Regions from separate parts of the Mus musculus genome. Here all the other regions are linked to region 2. A link is a contact called in public HiChIP or PLAC-seq data. All regions are on one chromosome and are shown on one strand. The core of a region is the stretch at or near the end of the contact, and the rest is flanking DNA. Distances in the headings are between cores, read along the strand shown.

Region 1 (4,275 bases), core at 1,525-4,024, 160 kb after region 2:
TGTGTGTCTATGCCTACATGTGCTTGTACGTACATGTGTGACCTGGAGTGTGGGTGCATGTGAGGTACATATATGTGTACCCTTTGTGTCGATGTTTTGAGGGCCTGTATGCTTCAGGACCTGCCAACAAGAAGGGTCATCATTGGTCAGGTATGGCCCCTCCCACTTGGAGCAGAGCCTGAGTTGCACTTACCCAGCCTGTTGGGATATTAGTAGCTGGAAGGGACTGGGAGAGAGCTACAGGTGACAGCTCCTTAAATGCCCTTGATCTGAACAAGTGCAATCTTTTGTCACCTCAAAGATGTCACTGGAGGGCCCCTAGGGGACTCCAAGAATGAACCCACATACCTCCCTTAAATGCTGCAGCTGAGTGTTAGGCTATCACAGGCTATGGACTTGGGTGTCACCTGGCTATGGACTGGCTATCACCTAGCTGTGGATGTGGCTATAACAGACATGCCTGTGGACCTGGCTGTCACCTGGCTGTGGACCTGGCTGCCACCTGGCTGTGGACAATGCTATTACAGGCTGTGGCCCTTGCTACCTGTTATCCCATGGTGGACAAGACTCAGAGCAATGAGCCATCCAGACACATTCCCAGAGTCCCCACTCTTTCTAAAGGAGGTAACAAGAGATGTGTTTGTGTGTCAGAGTATGGCAGTTTTCCTCCCAGGTTTGGGGACGCTCTTGCCTTGTGAGTCCTGAAAAGCAGGCTGACAGAGTCTGACTCTTCTCTCAGTTACCGTGTGTCATCACCCTCAACACGGCTGCCCAAGTCCCCGAAACCCTGTTTTCTCCTGCTGTCACACCTGCATGTTAACACGATCCATGTCGAGAGCCAATGATAGAAGCTGCAAAACAGACAGAGCTTGTGCAGGCCTTGAACTGAGTCCTGGGTCCTGCTCAGCCAGCCCTGCTCTGGGCCAGAGCTCCCTAAGGAATGCAACCCCTGACCTGAAGGAACTCATATCCTATGGGTATAAGAGTCCTTTAAAAAGGCCGGAGAGGTGGCTCAGAGGTTAAGGACACTCCTGCTCCTCTGCAGGTCCCATGTTCAATTCCCAGCACCCACATCATGGCTCACAATCGTCTATAACTCCAGTTCCAGGAGATCTGCTAACCTCTCCTGGCCTCTTTTGGCACTGTGCACACACCTGGTACCCAGACATATATGCAAGCAAAACACTCACACACGTGAAGGAAGTAAACCTTATGTTGTTGGTTGTAAGCCTATCCTCTAACAGCTGAGCCATCTCATCTTCAGCCCAGAAGTACGTACATCTTAATGAAAGAAAACTTGAAGAAGCCAGATCAGATAGCTCAGAGTGTGGGCTAGCCTCTTAAGGGATTGAGCACTTACTGAGCAGCCAATTACTCCACTCTCGCCCCAGACAGGGTCTCATGTAGCCCAGGCTAGCCTCAAACTCACTGTAGTTGAGGATGGCTGTAGTTCTGGGACTTCAGGGATTTGTACCAGGCCTTTTTGGATCATGGAAAAAAAAATTTTAGGGACCGAAGACACCAAGGCCCTGAGGCAGACAAGTGTTGATGATTTCCAGAACAGAGAGACACCCAGTAAAGAGGGAGAAAAAGGGGGGTGCAGGAGTGGGGGTGGGCACAGGATCAGACCACTGCCATCTAAAGTTTGTTTAGGTGACAGGCGTCAGAGACTTAAGAGCCATCCTTCCAACGTGTCATCAAAAACCTAGGCCCCACCCAGCTCTGTACCCTTCCATCCTTAGGATGTGGTACCTGCCCTTAAACTTACAATGTGGTTTTTGGAGCTCCAGCTATCAGGTCTGCATGCCAGACTGGAGGAGGAGGAAGAAGAGGAGGAGGAGGAGGAGGAAGAGGAGGAGGAGGAGGAGGAAGAGGAGGAGGAGGAGGAGGAAGAGGAGGAGGAGGAAGAGGAGGAGGAGGAGGAGGAGGAGGAGGAGGAAAAAGCTAACAGGGACAAGCAGTTAAATTGGATTTCTTCCCAAAGACCCCATTAAAATCTCCATAGCCAGTTGTTTGTTTTCTGTTGTGCTGTTGTATGCTGGACATATTGCTTACTCTGATGCTCCGTTAGTGACAAGGAATCTGGAATGCACGTTGTCTAGGCAACGCCAGGCTCTGGCCCACAGGGCCTAGCACACTGTGGTAAGAGGTCCAACATTCATTCTCTCTAACTGAGCGCCAGGGTGTCCTAAGCAGGGGAGTGACAGGGAGGGAGGCAAACAACTCCAGGCTGCCCCCACGGAACCACAGCAGCTTACAGCTGAGGGTACCTGAATTCATTTTCTGCTGTAAGACATTTATTCTCTCCCGGGCCTAGAGTCTGAAGCCACTCTCCTTCTGGAGGCCCTGGGAAGAGCCACTCCTGCCAGCCTCTTAGCTCCTGGCGACTCCTGGGCATCCCTGGCCCTCCTTGGCCTAAGGACATCAGTCCAGTCTCTGCCTCTGCGATCACATGACTTCCTGGGTCTCATTTCCTCTGTCTGGCTCTTGCCCTCCAGAGATAAAGATAGCATCTGGGCTGTGGTGGTGATGCCTTTATTCGAAGCAGGCAAGTGGATCTCTGAGTTTGAGGTTAGCCTGGTCTACTGAGTGAGTTTCAGGATAGCCAGGGTCACACAGAGAGACCATGTCGTCAACAACAACAACAACAGAGACAGCAGCCATTGAATCAAACTTCTCTAATCCAGGGTGACCTTGACTCTACTTACTTGAAGAGACTCTGTTTCTAGGAAGGTCACCTTTGTGGATGCTGGAGAATGGGATTGGACACACCTTTAGGGAGGCTGAGCTTAAAGCCACCGCAGCATGCCCAAGGAATGGAATGTCCTTCCCACTCCTCCCCTTCAGAGCCAGCCAGGCCTTCAGCCTGAGTTTTGATGAGGCAGGTTTATTTTCAAATTCGCAACCCATTCCTCACTGGTCTCTTAGTCATAAGAGGGCATATTGTGCCTCAAATGCAGTTTGTTGGAATTTCTTCTGTTGCTGGGCAACAAACCCTGCACCTTGCATGTGCTCTCACGCTGAGCTGGGTCCCAAGCTGGGCTTTCACTTGCTTTGTGTTTGCTTATTTATTTATTATTCCTTGTATTTTGAGGCAGAGGCTCAACAAGTTACCTGGGTTGTCCCAGACTCTATGTAGCTCTGGCTGGCCTTGAACTCGTGAGCCTCCTGTCTTAGCCTTCCAAGTCCCTGGGATTAGAAACACGTGCCACCTGACGCCCACACACTTGTTGAGCACTGATCAGGTGAGGGAGAACCTTGGTCCAAAGGTACAGAGGTGACTCCCTTGTTTCTGCATGTCAGGGGCTGACGTTGAAGCAGGAGCAGTCATCTAAGGCTGCATGGTTGCACATGCCTGAAATCCTAAGCACTTGAGAGGTAGAAGCAGGAGAATTGGGAGTTCAAGACCAGTCTTGGCTACGTAGCAAGTTCTAGGCCAACCTCAGCAAGTTCTAGGCCAACCTCAGCTACTCGATTGAGACCCTGTGTTAAAATCAACCTGTATAGTAGTGGCGCACGCCTTCAATCCCAGCCCTTGGGAGGCAGAGGCAGGATCTCTGTGAGTTTGAGGCCAGTCTGGTCTACAGAAGCTAGCCAGGGCTACACAGAGAAACCCTGTCTCAAAAGCAAACCAAAATGAAACCAACAAGTTGGGGTGAGGGGAGTGGGGGCTGATTTTCTTTTTTTTTTTCAAAATTTTAAGCTCTATTTTTTTAAAGATTTATTGTCTTTTTATTTATGTGTATGTGCACGTGGTGCCCACAGAGACCAGGTCCCTCAGAGCTGGCGTTTGCAGGTGACTGTGAACCCCGCAGTGTGGATGCTGGGAACTGAACCCTGGTCCTCTGACGGAGCAGTAAGCACTGTTAGTGTGGAGTGAACCGTCTCTCCAGCCAGAGCTGGCCTTTATTAAACTATTTTGTTTGAAATGGGAGTGTAGCCTGGCAAAAGCAGGTGGTTCCAGCAGAATCCCCCCATCCCATGTTTCTTTACTTACCCCCCCCACCCTTAGCCCACCCCAACCCTAGAGCTCCAAAATGTTCTCACAGGGAATTGCTTGTCACAGGGAGCCATGCTCTGCCTCTCTGCAGGCATACAGTGGCCAGGGCCCCACTTCCCAGCTTCCACTGGGCTCAGGCCAAGCACTGGCAGTTGGCTTGCTCAGCAGGAAGAACACGGTTTGCTCTGTTGTGTCTGCAGCCTGATTAATGATCCATGATGCCCGGGGCATCACCGTAGCCGAGGTAGCCTTGGGAGCCTTTGACCTCCCTGATG
Region 2 (3,953 bases), core at 170-2,669:
CCTTGTTTTTATTGATTGATTGATTGATATTTGGTGGTTTTTGTAGTCTTGGCTGGTCTGGATTGCAAGCTGTACATCAAGATGAACTCAAAGTCCTAGAGTTGTCTTGGCATGGTGGCACATGCCTTTAATTACAGCATTTTCGAAGCAGAAGAAGGAGGATGACTGCTGTAAGTTGAGGCCAGCCTGGTCTACAAAGTTCCAGGACAGCCAGAACTTTGTAGAACCCTTGTCTCAACACGAAAAAGCAAGAACAAAAATTCTTTGAGTCAATCTACTTCTCCCTCCTGAATTTTAATTATATGAATCTGGGTTTCTGTTTACATACATGTGTATGCCATGTGCATGTTGGGTGCCTTTGGAAGCTAGAAGAGGGCATAGAATCCCTTGTAACTGGAGTTATAGACATTTGTGAGATGTCATGACCTGATTTAGTTGTGGATCAAAGGTAATTTTCTATGTTTTAGGTAAACACGTAATAGAATTACCATTTTTTATTGCAAAATAAGCATTCTAATAACCATGATTTTACCCCAGTAAAACATTTTTTGTTTTGTTTGAAACACTGTCCATCTCTACAGCCCTGGCTCACTGTGTAGACCAGGCTGGCCTCAAACTTGAGATGCACCTGCCTCTGCCTCCTGAGCACTGGGACTAAATGTATGCGCCGCCAGGCCCATCGTTCGGCCTACTTTTGTATTTTTTCAAAAAAGAAAGAGAAACTCCCAGGAGGCCCCTGACCTCAGAGCACGTGGTCAGCCTGAGAAGCGAGCTCTTCCCCCCCCCCCCCCCCCCCGTTCGTTTTCATCCTTCCTGATCCTTCCTGATCATTATCACAGTGAACCTGGAAGTGAACAGGTTTCACTTCCCAGCAGACGCACTTGGCTGGCATTCCTCTACCGCGGAGCATGGGCCCAGTATGGTCAAAGAGAAATGACAGAGGATTCCTACAGGACATTATTTACTTTCTGTGCTTGGGTGTTTTTTCTGCATGGCTATCTGTGTATCAGATGTGTACAGTAACCACAGGCCAAAAGAGGGCATTGGCCCCTCTGGGACGGAGTTACAGAAGGTAGTGGCTGCCGTGTGCGGCTTGTTTTGTGTAGAGATTACTTTTACTTCCTGAAGACATTGGTGTCTCAAGTTTTCTGCCTCCATCCGGGCGTGGTGGAGCACGCCTTTTATCCTACCACTCGGGAGGAAGAGGCAGGCAGGGTTTCTGAGTTCAAGGCCAGCCTGGTCTACAGAGTGAGTTCCAGGACAGCCAGGGCTACACAGAGAAACCCTGTCTTGAAAAAAAAAAAAGAAAAGAAGTTTCCTGCCTCCATTTGTTAACTTAGGCCCAGTCCCAGGAGCTTGTAGCCTCCATACAATCTTTAGTAGGCCTAGAATGTTTCAGCCTCTGAGACTTGCTGCTGAATAAGCTCACCCTTTCTTGTGCTCACTGAGCTCTGACTGGCTGATTCAACTCAGCTGCTCTGCCTCAAACTCCTCTCCAAGCTGACCGATTCAATCTGGCTTCTCTCAGCTTCTCCTGACTTGTTCTGTTTGACCTCAAACTCTCGCAATCTGTTCTAATCTTCTGGCGCCTGCTCATCCTCTGGCTCATTCTGTCTTTACCTGTGTCCAGCTGGTTTTCTCTGCAACTTGTCTCTGTGTAACTGTTCCATTAGAACTGCTCGCCCCTCCCCCTGCACTGCCCCTCAAGTAGCTTCCCTTTCCTTTCTCTTCTCATGAGAGTTGGGCAGATCCTGTTCTGTCAACTCTTCCTCGGATTTGTCACTTTGCCTGCCACCCAGTTAGACATCACTTTTAAACTTGGGTGCTTCCTTCGACAAACTAACTTTACCTTCAGTGTTTACTATTAAAGGAGTGCACTAAGTGGGTGTCTGAATTCCAGCCAGAGGGATTAAAGGTGTGTGCTAAAGGCTGAGCCTCACCACACCTAGAAACAGGTTTTTCAGTAAATAACACAATCTCAGAGCTTGGTGTGGTGGCGCACGCCTTTAATCCCAGCACTTGGGAGGCAGAGGCAGGCGGATTTCTGAGTTCAAGGCCAGCCTGGGCTACACAGAGAAACAATCTCAGGATTCACAGTGTGATCAAATATCCTGCAACATTTTGCTTTTTTTTCCTTTTAGCTTTTCATTTATTTTACGTGTATTTTGCCTTTATATATTCGTGTGCACACATGCATGTCTAGTGTCCTCCTTGGATCCCCTGGAACTGTAGCTACAGATGGTTGTGAGCCACCTTGTGGGTGCTGGGAGTTGAATCCGAGTCCTCCATAAGAACAAGTGCTCAACCCCTGAGCCATCTCTCCAGCCCAGCCTACTTAGAGCAGTAGGACTTTCCAGAGAGTTCTAATAGTAATATAGATGATAAAGTAGTTAACTGCTGTTATAGTTTGGATCCTGAATGTCTTCCAAAAGCCTAAGACGACTTGGTCCTTAGTCTTTGGTTCTCTTAGGAGGTCGAATAGCCCTTAGGAGTTAGGGCCTAGTCAGATATGAGCCCTTGAGGGGAGTATTGGGAACCTGGTCTCTCCGTGCCTCTCTCTCTCTTTGCTTCCTGGCTATCACATGTCCCCTCATGTTGCCATCCCACCTAACCAACAATCTAAGCAACAGCATAGCAAAATAACTGTGTTATAAAAACCTGAAATCACGTGATCATCACCTATTTTGTGCAGTGGTGAAAGTCTAACATAGTATACACTGAAGTACTTATGTGCTCTATACAGTGTAGATTAAAAAAGGCTCGCATACCAGTGAGTAGCATTTTGGTTAAAATAATGGTGCTGGAAAGTACCTAGATAACAGCTCAGGTGTCTGGCATGGCCTCTCCAGATCTGTGAGGAGAGACACACAAAAGGGCTGAGAGTGCTGGCACACACCTGTGATCCCAACCCAGCCTGGTCTACAGTTGAGAGTCCTGGGATAACCAGGGCCACTCAGACTATCTCAACCCCTCTTCCCCCAAACAGACAGGAAACCAGAGAGGTGAGCTGGAGAGGTGGCTCAGCAGCTCTTAGCACTGGTATTCTTACATTGCATCCGGGTTAGATTCCCAGCACACACATCGTGGCTTATGGCTCCCATAACTTCAATTCCAAAGGATATCATGCCTTTTTCTGATACCTGTAGGGACCAAACATACAGTTTGTATATATGTATATGTATATGTATATGTATATGTATATGTATATGTATATGTATATGTATATGTGTGTGTGTGTGTGTGTGTGTGTGTGTATGTAATGAATATGTATGTAATGTATACGTGTATATATACCTGTGTGCACACACACACGTGCATGCATGCAAGCAGAACAATCATACACAGAAAACAAGATAAATCAGAAGCAAGACTTGGAGCCGGGTGTGGTGGCACACGCCTTTAGTCCCAGCACTTGGGAGGCAGAGACAGGCGGATTTATGAGTTCGAGGCCAGCCTGATCTACAGAGTGACTTCCAGGACAGCCAGGGCTACACAGAGAGACCCTGTCTCGCCAAAAAAAAAAAAAAAAAAAAAAAAAGAAGCAAGACTCAGGCAAACAGCAGCAAGAGGCACACATATTTAAGCCTGTTCTTGGGTGGCAGAGATAGTTGGATCTGTATGGGTTGGAAGCCAGCCTGGGTTACATACTGAGATCCTCTTGCAGGTAAACAACAAACTCACGAGAGAGACTGGTGTACATCTGTAAGCCTAGCCCTCAGGAGATAGAGGCAGGAGAATTGCCCTCCAGTCTGAGCCAGCCTACTGCTACTGCTGCTTCTAGTTTCTTTATTCTTCTTCCTCCTGTTCTTCAGAGGCCAGTGGGAAATAGGCTGTGGGTGTTTCTGGGGATGGAATTCAGGTCCGTGTACATGCTGAACTATCAGTTTACCCAGCTGTGGCCCAGGTCCTACTGACACCCATTTCATTCATTATCTCATCATAGTTGTTGTCTG
Region 3 (3,893 bases), core at 198-2,697, 220 kb after region 2:
TAGATAAGCTGTGGTAGAGGGTGGGCTGTGGTGGAGGGAGGGTGGCCTGTGGTGGAGGGAGGATGGGCTGTGGTGGAGGGTAAGGGAAGAAATGGGTATTGACTTTAGAGAAGCTGCTGGGCACTTTGTAAAGACCTGATCAGGCATGCTGAGGCCTCCCACTAAGGAAGGGGACTGGTGGAATTGTCACAGATCTAAGGAATGCTTTCCGGGCACAGCAGACATCATAGGTTGCAGTAGAGGATCGGTGGCGGCCAGGGAGGGCAGGCACAGGGTCCTGAGTATACCCTACTCTACGTACTTCCCTCTTTCTGGCCCCCTTGGATAGTGAGCCTTTATATAAGCCCCTTCCTGGCTCTCAGCATCCTAGAATAGCCACATAGGGTACTGGTTTCTTATTTTCAAGTGCTCAATACATATTTTTTGGTGAAGGTCTACAGAGATGCTTTTGAGAGATACTGAAGCCCCTCAGCGGGACAGTGGGAAGTCAAACTGGGCAGACAGGGTTGCTTTAATGAGAGCACCTGCTTGGCAAGAGACTGGATACGCAGCAGGAGCATCCGATGGCAAAAGAATGATGGGGACATTAACAGAAGTAACAGGAGCAGGGGCGGAAGAGAATGCGTGGGAAAGGGCAGTGCGACGGTGCTTCTGGGTTGGGACAAGACCGCTAAAAATATCTGCCCAGCAGCTGGACACATAGAACGCCAGCCCCACTAACCTTGTGGCCTGGGAAGGTCCTACTTTCATTTCTGTTGTAGTGATAAAAGATTCTGACAACAGTTTAGGAAAGAAGCAGTTTATTCTACTGATAATTGCAGGCTATATTCCATTATTTCAGGGAACTCAAGGCAGGAACCTAACGTATCAAATCCACAGTCAATGCAAAGAGAGAAGAAGCTGGCTGCCATCTCTCTTTATTCTGTCTTATGCAGTTCAGGACTCTCCCTGCATAGAGAATGATGCCTCCCATAGTGGGCAGGGTCTTTCTACCACAATTAACAATCAAGGCATTTTCCACAGACAGGACTAAATAGGCCACCCTGATCTAGATAATTCTCCAATAGGAAAGACTCCCGGAGGTGCTAGAGAGAAGGCTCAGTGCTTAAGAGCCTGTGTTATGCGTTACTTTTGCAGAGGAACCAAGTTTTGTTCCCAGCACCCATGTCTTTTTTTTTTTTTTTTTTTTTTTGGTTTTTTTTTTTTGGTTTTTTCGAAACAGGGTTTCTCTGTATAGCCCTGGCTGTCCTGGAACTCACTTTGTAGACCAGGCTGGCCTTGAACTCAGAAATCAACCTGCTTCTGCCTCCCGAGGGCCCATGTCTTTTTTTTAAAAAGATACATTTAAAAAAATGATTCATTTTGAAAAGAGTCAAGATGTGTCAAGCTGCTAGTAAAAACCAGAGCAGGAGCCACACGCAAAGCTGTGCTAGCAGTTGTCTCAGGAGAGGGTGTGACCACCCAGGAGGGCAGAGAGAAGACAAGAGGCTCTGGGTGGAGCCTTGAATCAACACTGAGGAGAAAAGAGCAACTAGCTGTTGAGGAAAGAAAAGGAGACTCCGGCAAGGGCAGAGTCAAGGCAGACAGGGAGGAGTGGCTTAGGCCAGGAGATGACCCCAGGATGCCCCAGAAATCCAGTGAGCAAACCTGGGCTACCACCCAGTAGCAAGAGAGTTCTCAGAGGACACAGTGATGAGGCTGTGGGAGGGCAGGATCCAGATTGTGTTGGTTAACAAAGAAGTGGGTGTGAGGGCTATGGAAGCCAAGGGAAACACTCTGGGAAGGGCTCTGGCAGGATGCAGAGAAGAAAGTCCCACTCCAGATGGAGGTGGGGCTGAGGGGAGCCTGTGTACAGAATGGGAGACACAAGAAGGGGTTTGTAAGCAGAAGAGGAGTCTGGAGGCAAAGGGCGTTTGATGATAGAGAAGGTCCCAAGGCAAGAGAGCGCACAGTCAGACTAATGATAGCTTAGCACATGCCTAGCTTGTGTCAGAGCATGGGTTTCCTGTCAGAACCTCAACAATAGAGTAAAAAGCATGCAGATCAAAGGAGTGATGCATTTAGTGAACATAGCAAGTCCTTAGAGAAGTGGAGTGTGAGCTACACAGCATCAGTCTGTTTTATTTCACCTCATCTTCACAAAGGACTTACTGTTTTCACTAAAATGCAAGAAAGTTAAATGGGTCACCCAAGATCACATAGCTTATCAAAGCTCGGGATCAAAGAATCAGTGAAGAGAAGTTCATAGGCTGAAGACTCAGTGCAGTTGGTAGGTGCTTGCCTAGCCTGCACGAAACCATGGGTTCAATCCCCAGTTCTACATAAACTGAGCATGGTGGCTCAAGGCTGTGATCCCAGCACTTAAGAGATAGAGGCAAGAAGATTAGAAATTCAAAGATAAATATCCTTGGCGACATATTGAGGGGCCCAGCCTGGGCTACATAAGACCTGTCTCAAAAAGAGAGAGATATATTAGGTACCAAAGACCCAAAGAGAATAGGAAGCAGGCTCTTGCCCTCATAGCCTTACAACCAACATCAGTAGACTAGGCTCTACCCTACCAACAAAATGCTCAGAAGATGTGCAAATAATAAAAGTTCAGCTGGGGCAAAGGAGAGGATGCACCAGGCCGAGTTCAAGAGGAGGTGACGTTTGACCTGAGTCTGGAAAAACCAGAAGGGAAAAGTTGGCTGACAAGCGAGTGACCGTCCCAGACAAATAGAACTAATACGCACAAGCCTGAGCCGCTGGGAACTGTGACCAATTCACTGTTCCGGAACACGGGGTAGGTGTGGCCGGGTACAGGATAGCAGTGTGCCAAGATGGGGGTGTAGGAAAATGGCACACTGTCCTGAAGCACTGTAATGTTTTCCCTTGATCAAGCAAGGGAAAAGTATCAGATTTGCACTCGACGGCAAGAGTGCGGGAGGTCTCCTGGGAACAGCACGGTGAATGAACGAAATAAGAACTGTGGGAATCCAAGGAGCCAGCCAGAGATGGTACAGTATGGTAGCCCAGGCAAGAAGGGATGGGCGGAGACACTGGCATTTGTAATGCAACAGAGAATGAATATATATGTTCATATATATGGGCATACACTGTGTGTGTGTGTGTGTGTGTGTGTGTGTGTGTGTGTGTGTGTGTGTGTGTGTGTGTGATTCGTATACACAGTGTGATGGTTTGAATGAGCAATCCCCATTGTCTCAGGTATTTGAATACGTGGGTCTCAGTTGATGGTATAATTTGGGTAGGTCTAGGGGGTATGGCCTTGCTGTAGGAAGTATGGCACTGGGGATGAGCATGGAGTCTTCAAAGCCTTGTACCACTCCCAGTTCACTCTGCTCCTGCTTGGGGTTCAAGGTGTGAGCCCTAGCTTTCCAGATCTAGCCGCCATCCTTTTCCTCTGCCATGGTAGACTCAGGAACCGTAAGCCTAAATAAATCCTTGCCTCTATAAGGGGCCCTGGTCATGGTATTTTATCATAGCACTAGAAAAGTAAGACACATAGATACTCACATATATAAACATACATACATGTGTATGTACACACACATTTGTATATTATTTATATACATATATACATACACACACACACATGAAAAAGGTATTGACCAGCCTCAGAGGCAAGTAAGCTGATGTGGTAGTTCAGTCCTGTAATCTTTTGTTGTTGTTGTTGTGGTTTTTGTTTTTCGAGACAGGATTTCTCTGTGTAGCCCTGGCTGTCCTGGAACTCACTCTGTAGACCAGGCTGACCTCGAACTCAGAAATCCACTTGGCTCTGCCTCCCAAGTGCTAGGATAGTCCTGTAATCTTAGCACTTGTGAGCTGAAGCAAAAAAGATTACACAGAGCTCAAGGCAAGCCCGGATTACAGAGTAACATCCTGTTTCAAAG

Evidence for each region. HiChIP or PLAC-seq counts read pairs in DNA pulled down with a chosen protein or histone mark.
Region 1: an H3K27ac HiChIP or PLAC-seq map of embryonic stem cells shows a contact between it and region 2, with 5 read pairs. The contact joins two enhancer-like sites. A contact is called at or near these places in 5 of 39 promoter capture datasets (the C10 cell line, the HPC-7 cell line, cranial neural crest and 2 more) and 1 of 115 datasets of contacts at active chromatin or transcription factors (embryonic stem cells).
Region 3: an H3K27ac HiChIP or PLAC-seq map of embryonic stem cells shows a contact between it and region 2, with 6 read pairs. The contact joins two enhancer-like sites. A contact is called at or near these places in 1 of 484 Hi-C or Micro-C datasets (pancreatic cancer cells) and 2 of 115 datasets of contacts at active chromatin or transcription factors (both in embryonic stem cells).

What each region holds. Positions count from the first base shown.
Region 1 is chr11:97,957,325-97,961,599 of GRCm38.p6, reverse strand. All of the region lies in intron 2 of Plxdc1 (plexin domain containing 1), which reads left to right. Among named protein-coding and RNA genes, the nearest start is that of Plxdc1, 27 kb to the left of the region's middle. Within about 2 kb of position 2,774, at least 62 of the 459 cell types and tissues checked have an H3K27ac peak or open chromatin away from gene starts, as enhancers often do. A contact at or near this core is called in embryonic stem cells, where this site is marked.
Region 2 is chr11:98,118,812-98,122,764 of GRCm38.p6, reverse strand. All of the region lies in intron 2 of Fbxl20 (F-box and leucine-rich repeat protein 20), which reads left to right. Among named protein-coding and RNA genes, the nearest start is that of Fbxl20, 29 kb to the left of the region's middle. Within about 2 kb of position 1,419, at least 18 of the 459 cell types and tissues checked have an H3K27ac peak or open chromatin away from gene starts, as enhancers often do. A contact at or near this core is called in embryonic stem cells, where this site is marked.
Region 3 is chr11:97,903,860-97,907,752 of GRCm38.p6, reverse strand. No RefSeq gene overlaps it. Among named protein-coding and RNA genes, the nearest start is that of Fbxo47, 22 kb to the right of the region's middle. Within about 2 kb of position 1,447, at least 16 of the 459 cell types and tissues checked have an H3K27ac peak or open chromatin away from gene starts, as enhancers often do. A contact at or near this core is called in embryonic stem cells, where this site is marked.